Linked DNA regions of Danio rerio: region 2 is linked to region 1. Evidence: chromatin contacts called from public Hi-C data. All regions are on one chromosome and are shown on one strand. Each heading gives the region's core, a stretch centred on a gene start, on an enhancer-like site or on the middle of the called end of the contact. The rest is flanking DNA. Distances are from core to core; before and after follow the strand shown.

Region 1 (3,654 bases), core at 445-2,944:
TCTGACAGCAAAACATTTTAAATTAAACTTGTAATCATAATTTCCTCAGTGTAAATTCAATTTTTGACAGCATGCTGCAGAATAGACAATAAATAATGCTGAAGCAACGAGTTAGTCATTACTTTCTATTGAATTATCTGTCATAAATAATTTTTACAATCCTCTAAGCTTTTATTTACAGTAAAAACAAGCTTAGGGTGGGGATGCTTGCGTTTTGTGTGTCATCTGCACACCATGTCCTGAAGCAACTGAAGTAAACACATGTTGGATGTTGGAGGTTAACGATTAATTGATAAATTAATCATTTATTCAAACAATGACTGATCGTGGGAATTTGTGAAAACTCGCATTCCTCGCCGATACCAATAGACAAATGAAATCAAATGAGTCGCGTGAGGCGGAGTTTGCTCTTGGAAAAAAAGAAAAATCAAACGATGACAACATGGTAGCCCCCGTGAGAGGTCGACCCGCTATGAACAACAATAAGGGCATTTTCTATTAGTATGACATGTTTAAAGTTTTGTAATGATATTTAAGCCCTAATCTGTTTTTATCGTATAAAAATGTTCAAATTATCACAATAACACTAGGCTGATGTTAATTACATCCTCAGCGCCCCATAACTGCTAACGACGCGTCGAGCTGAGCGTCTGCTGGAGTTCTCGCGCTCAACCGACCGCTTGTTGATTCCTGACCGACAGCGTCCCTGTTTTGGCGCCTCGCTCTCTTGAAGTATATCTGCGTTTTAACTTCCAAACAACGGGTTACATGTATAAACCGTGTAAAAGACATCTGAGTTATGACTGTTAGCCTAGCAGCAGCCTCATTGAAACAAAGCCTAGGACTCACTCTCTCACACACACGCACGCACGCACGCACACACACACAAATACAAGACAAAAGTTCAAGACATTTTGTTCATCAAACAGCATAACGTTAATGATGCGTCAGCTGTAGCAACCAGCCGTGCACACCAAAACTCAATATACATAATATTGCCTTCTATTAAATGCTGTCATTTCTAAATAGAGATAATAATAACATGGAGAAAACTTCGTCCTTTACAACATTACTTCGTATTGCCCTACTTCCCAGTGGATTTCAGAGCACCATTGTGGACATAAAGAACAAAGAAGGCGGATTGGAACACTGTAGCAGGATAAAAACACACAGCGCTTTATTTAATGGGGAATAAAGGCGTTCTTTGAAGTGTTGAGCAGAGTTAAAGTGTCCGGACGGTCCTGATCCCTTCCCCCGCTCACTCACTCCGTCTCCACACCGCCATATTTGCAGCCCTCACCGGCGCAACTATGTTTCCAAAGCACAATCAGATGATACAGTGAAACAGCATCTCACCTTGGCGATCGCTCTCCGGTACCGCATCGCGGCCTGCTGGACGAGCGACTGCACTTTAATGTTTCCGTCTCCGCACGGAACCACGACCCGAGTTCTCCCAAAACACACCGTCACTTTCATAGTTCCAACACTCCTTCCCGAATCCAAGGGAAACTCGGGATCAAAGGCTCCCGTGCTCTGGTGTCAAGATCATCAATAATCTTTGGTTCAGCACCTTGGCGGATCGGTGTGACTTTACGGTCGGTACCCGTTCCGTTTCATCGCGGCGGACGCTGTGCCGCGGTGTATGACCACCTGTTTAGTGTTTGGGGTCTGTGTACGGGAACCGCGCCGTGTTCAATCGGTTTGGGAGCAACGACAATGGGTTTTGTGCGCCCTCTGGCGGTGAAGCCGAACTGCCGTATCGGTAATGCTTGAAATTGGCACATATTATGAAATATATATGTGACACTATTTGTTCAAAAATTAACGCCTTAACTTTTTTTTTAAATAATAGTAAAATGTGTGTTTATTAACATTCGAAGGATTTATTATCTTTAGGAGTCTTATGGATGAATTAATGAAATCTCAGTGTCTTAAAGGGCCAGCTACCTAAAATAAACATTGTGTTAAAGGGATAGTTCTTCCAAACGACCTTCACTTGTCACCAGGGGCAGATTGTGGGATTTTGGGGACATAAGCAATTCCAACCAAAGGGCCCAAAATTTATTTTGCTGTTTTTTTTTTTTTTTTTTTTTGTAAAATATATTTCCATCTCGTTTTCTACATTTTATTTTTATGCAAATTAATAATGACATGTAAAGCACCTTGTAAAACTTTTGAAACTATTTGTTTTCTTAAGTTGAATTCACAACTAAACATAATAATTGAACGATTTCGTTTTTAAAACTAAATCTTTACTGATTTGACTGCTGGACTGGTCCATGATTGAAGGTGGGGAACACATTTGCACAGATGTAATAATTACCTTAAAATTAACATTTTTAGACCCTCACTGTATACAAAATATAATAGAAAACAATGTTATGTATAATTTATAGTATCATTTAGACTTCTAGGTATTTATTTGGGGTCCCTCAGATTTCATGGGGCCCTAAGTGGCCGCTTACCTTGCTTATTGGTTAAATCTGCCCCTGCTTGTCACAAACCTGTTTGAGTGTGTTTGTTTAATTTAACATAAAATGAGTTATTTTGGAAAATGTTTTGGAAATCTGTAATTATTGTTTACCACAGTACAGCAGTCAACATTTGAAGTGGATCCAAGTTTTGTTGAAAAGTTTCACAATTGTCTTAAGACAAGAGTGGCTTTTGTTGAATAGTTTTATGACAACTTTGATGAAAGGTTTCCAAACACTCCAAATGTTGACTTCTATATTTGTTTTTCCCATATGATAGTCAATATTTACATGTTTTTTAGTATATCATCTTTAGTGAACAGAAAAAAGAAAATTTTGGAACCACTTGGGAAAAAGTATATTTCATTTTTGTGTGAGCTATCTCTTTAATTTACTCACTCTCCCAAGATGCAGATGAATTTTATTTTTTGTATAATATTTATGATGACTTTAAGCCATAACCGTGAATAAAAACGTAATAAAATCCAAGTCAATGGACTAAAGGAATAGTTCACCCAACAATGAAAATTTCCTCACTGTTTACTCACACTCAAAGTGTTATAAACTTTTATGAAATTCCTTTTTTTTCTGTTGAACACAATATACGTATACAAATTCAACACATGTGACACTCTGTCCAAGTAGAGATCGTGTCAGACATCCACTCTGATCAAGGAATCACACTAACCTTCCCCCGTTAGAATGCATCAGCAAAAGAAAGGATTATCCAACCATTTTGCCATTATGGATTAAAGTTAACGAATATTTAAGATATTCTGATAGAGTTATAACGTGAAAAATAAACCACCAAAATAAAAGGGTTATATAAAAATAGCCTTTATGGTTCAATAAACCAGCTTTACTTTAACCCTTATGTACTGTTGGGGATGTTTTCATCCACTCATGGGGTGATTTTGTGTCTTGAATTGGCTATGACTTTTTCTTTGTTTCTGCTAGCAGAATGATTTTCAGTGACAAATCTTATTTGACGCATATTTTGACAAAATGCTTTGAAAATTAAACTGCTGTAAAATGCATTAGATAAATAATGTTTTCTTTTTTTTCTTGCATAAGTCTGTTAATCAACCTCAGTGCGGATTAAAACTACTACTTTGGTGGAAAAAACACACACAAAATGACGTATTTTCAATCTAAAAATAATAGGACTGGAATTTTTCAAAAT
Region 2 (3,654 bases), core at 595-3,094, 400 kb before region 1:
ACCCTCTGTTTCCAGTGGAGCACCATGGTCTGCTGATTCTCATCCCAGTCGCGTCTTTAGGAAAAATTCCTTGGTCTGTTATACATCATTCGGGAAAAATTGCTGCGCGTTAAGCTCTCTTGGCCACCGTACTTATATAATGGACCGTATGATGGCTCAGTGGTTAACACTGTTGCCTACCAGCAAGAAAGTCATTGGTTTGAGTCCCGGCTGGACCAGTTGGCAGCTCTGTGTGGAGTTTGCATATTTCTCTGAGTGCTTCAGTTTCTCCCACAGTCGCTAATCGTGAATTTAATAAACTTAATTGGCTGTAATGTGTGTGAATAAGTGTTTCCCAGTACTGGGTTGTGGCTGAAAGGTCATATGCCGGAATATTTGGGAGGTGATTCCACTGTGGTGACCTCTGAAATAGAGACTAAGTTGAATGAAAATGAATGAATGCTGCTGCTTGTTCATTTTCTCATTACAATAACTCATTCACTTTCATTACATTGAGTGGCAAATTTATTCTCAAATTTATTTCTGCTGTGACTAAGAAACAAGAAACAAAATAAGTCAATTAAGTTTGGCGCAACATTCTTAGCAAACAAATATTTTTGTGTTTAATACACGTCTTAACATAGACAACTAGTCATCTAATAGACAGATTACGCAAACTTCGAATCTGTAGTCCTTTATTTCTGTCTATTTGGTCACTAGTCTATTTTTGACTGTTGTTAGACATCTAATAGATTTTTACTGACAGCCCAAGCCCATTGCTTGCTGAGTTGAGATGACTAAGCAATATTTTGATTGACATTTGGATGAGAGTGTCATGATTCTTTTCTCAAAACATATTTAGACAGATCCAGTGATGTTTCTGTGATCCAGTACCTGAGCGAAGGTTCAGCTTGACTTTCTGTGGCTGAATCTGCGTGATTTCATCGGGCCTCAGATTCTGTCCTCCATCAGTTTTACGGTTTGTGACGGGTTTGTTCTTGTCAATAGTGACCGCTCCTCGAGGGTTTTCTACACCGTCTGCAGTGCAGCCAGCTTTCGCCATGGACTCAATGTCATCACAGCGTGAAGGTTTGAAATCCTGTTTAGATGCAAGAAGAGACTTGCTGAGCTACACATCGTCCAGGAAGACTCTGATCAACAGTCATACAAGGAGAAAATCAGTGTAGATGAAAGAACTTACAGGATCTTTGCACCACACACACTGTGGGCCGATCTGAATACACTCTCCACAGGTTTTGGCATTTGCAGAAATGCATGGATTACTGTCTGAGCACAACACAACAACATTCAGTGATTACTGATTTTGCAGAACATCATTTCTAAAGGTTTTTCTTTGCATATTAATAATAAAGCACTTCACATTTACCCACATGATTACTAGGAAACAAACCCCAAATACCTAAACATTAAAATGTTCCCTTAGGCACTAAAAAGTTGATGTTGCTAAATTGAATATTAGCCTACCTGTGTTAGCACCGACATAAGAAACAAATCCTAGCAGAGCTGATAATAACAAAACTGTTATATCCATCTAAATGTGAAAGAACAGGATGCTGTTAACACACTTTCTAAGTTCTTAATGTCAGATTAAATGTATATGAACACTGCTTATATTGTAAACAGGATCTACATTGTAAAAGCTGACCAACATATATATAACATAAACGCTTTACTTACATTTAATTTTTACAACAGTTCAGTTACTTACCTTGATATGTAGCTACTGCTAAGGCTCCTCCTGAAGTTGTGTTGTAAATAAATGTTCACAGTATAAATTTACAGGACGTTTCTGAAATATTGAAGTAAAGTTTGAGTGTAGTTTACTTTGTTCATACAGTCTGAGTGTCCTCTCGAACCTAAAAGTAGGGAGTTGTGGAAGGCTTGGTTCTGATTGGTTTATGACATACCGGTCAAAATTCTCCCGTCCCGCTTTAATACAGTTAAAGTATTCCCCTGAACCACCAGGGGACGCCCCTTGCTCTTAAATGTGAATGGCTGTTCAAGAGAACTATACTTCCTCTCATTTAGGCTTGAAAACACTTTAAAATAAATATAAAAACGGCCGCATTGCCTTCCTTTCCCCTTATTTTCACAGCCTAATGTTGACAGGTGTGGTTTATGAACGATATGTGCCGTTGTTTTCCAGGTAGGCTAGTTAGGCATAGTTAGGCATAGGCCGGTATAAGATTCTGACGGTATGATAACCCTGGATAAAATATCACGTTTCACAGTATTGTTATTACTGCGCTCAAATAAGTTATTTTTATGTTTGTAAAAAAAAAAAAAAATTTTACATTTTTTTCCACTGAACACTGCATTTCAGGTTCATTAGCTTGTTATGCAGTATATAGATGATTATAGCATTTTTTTTTTTTCAAACATTTGCTAAATTGTGGGCTGTCCAGTAACTTTTGATGTGGATGGTTTAGTACTGGAAATATAGTTGCCCTAAATAAATAAGATCGTCTTTGACAAGATGTAAAATAAATAAACTTAAATATACCCTAGGAACGGTATGACAACTTTTGCTATTTTAAAGCAGTGACTTTTCCAAACTGCTGTAATCCTTGAAACCGGTTTTCATCCCATGCTTTTGCACTGCTGAAGTTCTAGTTAGACCTTGACAGCATTACAGTTCCTCATCCCTGTGCCACAAACACTAGTATAAACATGGAAACAAACAGAAACATATCTTCAAGCTACTTCAGCCGTTCTAGCAATTAAGCACCTTGATAAGCTACGGCACTTCTCTTTAGCATACACTTCATAAAGGATCTTCATGAAGTAAATGATTTTTCCCTTATTACTACAGATGAATTACTTTAAATTTACACTTCTTTTATGATTTGTTCAATGATTTCTATGTAATGTTTTGGCTTTTTGCGGGGAATCGAAATAAAAATCTATATTATTGATGCTGTAAAAGGTCCCTTATGAAATTGAAAATACTCATAATGTTTCCAGAAAAATTCAGTGGCTGAACAACACTTCTGTGCATATAACCCATTCATAACAACACAATCTACATCAGCTTTGCGTGAAGTCAAATAGTTTTAGGAATTCTTCAGCCATAGTGTCGTCCTCCCTCCAGCGTGCAAAACTAACTACAAATTTGATTGAGGATTTTAAAAAGTTGATTCAGCATTTGTTTTTAGCGCTGTTACTCATGTCCTTGGCATGAGTGCACGCACAATCTGCATGAACAGGTGCGCAGTTGTTCAAATCTACATTTGCTGACAGACAGTTTGCACTTTTTATCAGAATTATGGGAATTATCGGCTTGACAATTTATAATTAGAAGAGCATTTTTTAGTCTTTTTTATGCCTTACCCAGAAAATAAAAATACATATAAATACATTTAGATCATTGACTTTAATCATTACCTTTGGAAAGTAAAGACACTTTCAACCAGCACAAAAAAAATGTTTCTGAAGACAATCACCTTTAATGCATTTTTAATTGGTAAAATAAAAATGCACATAAAACCCATCATTCCATAAATGTTACCTTGTTCACTTTATATAGATCAGCTCATCTGTCAAACTGAATCAAATTTTTAACAGTACCATGGTATATAGCCTACGTGCTGAATATAAATGGATGAAAAAACAAACTACACAGCTAAACTGTGTAAAGCGCAGACATTTCTAAAA

What was found. A called contact is a pair of places that touch in the nucleus more often than the background predicts.
Region 2: a contact with region 1 is called in a Hi-C map of hematopoietic stem cells, with 2.9 times the contacts expected there. The contact joins the promoter of itgb1b.2 here to the promoter of pard3ab in region 1. A contact is called at or near these places in 1 of 18 Hi-C or Micro-C datasets (hematopoietic stem cells) and 1 of 4 datasets of contacts at active chromatin or transcription factors (embryo).

What each region holds. Positions count from the first base shown.
Region 1 is chr2:46,349,726-46,353,379 of GRCz12tu, reverse strand. pard3ab (par-3 family cell polarity regulator alpha, b) reads right to left here and starts at 1,694. Exons shown (of 24, transcript NM_001423693.1): 1 at 1,357-1,694. The coding sequence starts at 1,476.
Region 2 is chr2:46,746,515-46,750,168 of GRCz12tu, reverse strand. It overlaps itgb1b.2 (integrin, beta 1b.2), which reads right to left and starts at 1,844. Exons shown (of 13, transcript NM_212928.2): 1 at 1,709-1,844; 2 at 1,465-1,531; 3 at 1,181-1,266; 4 at 874-1,078. The coding sequence starts at 1,531.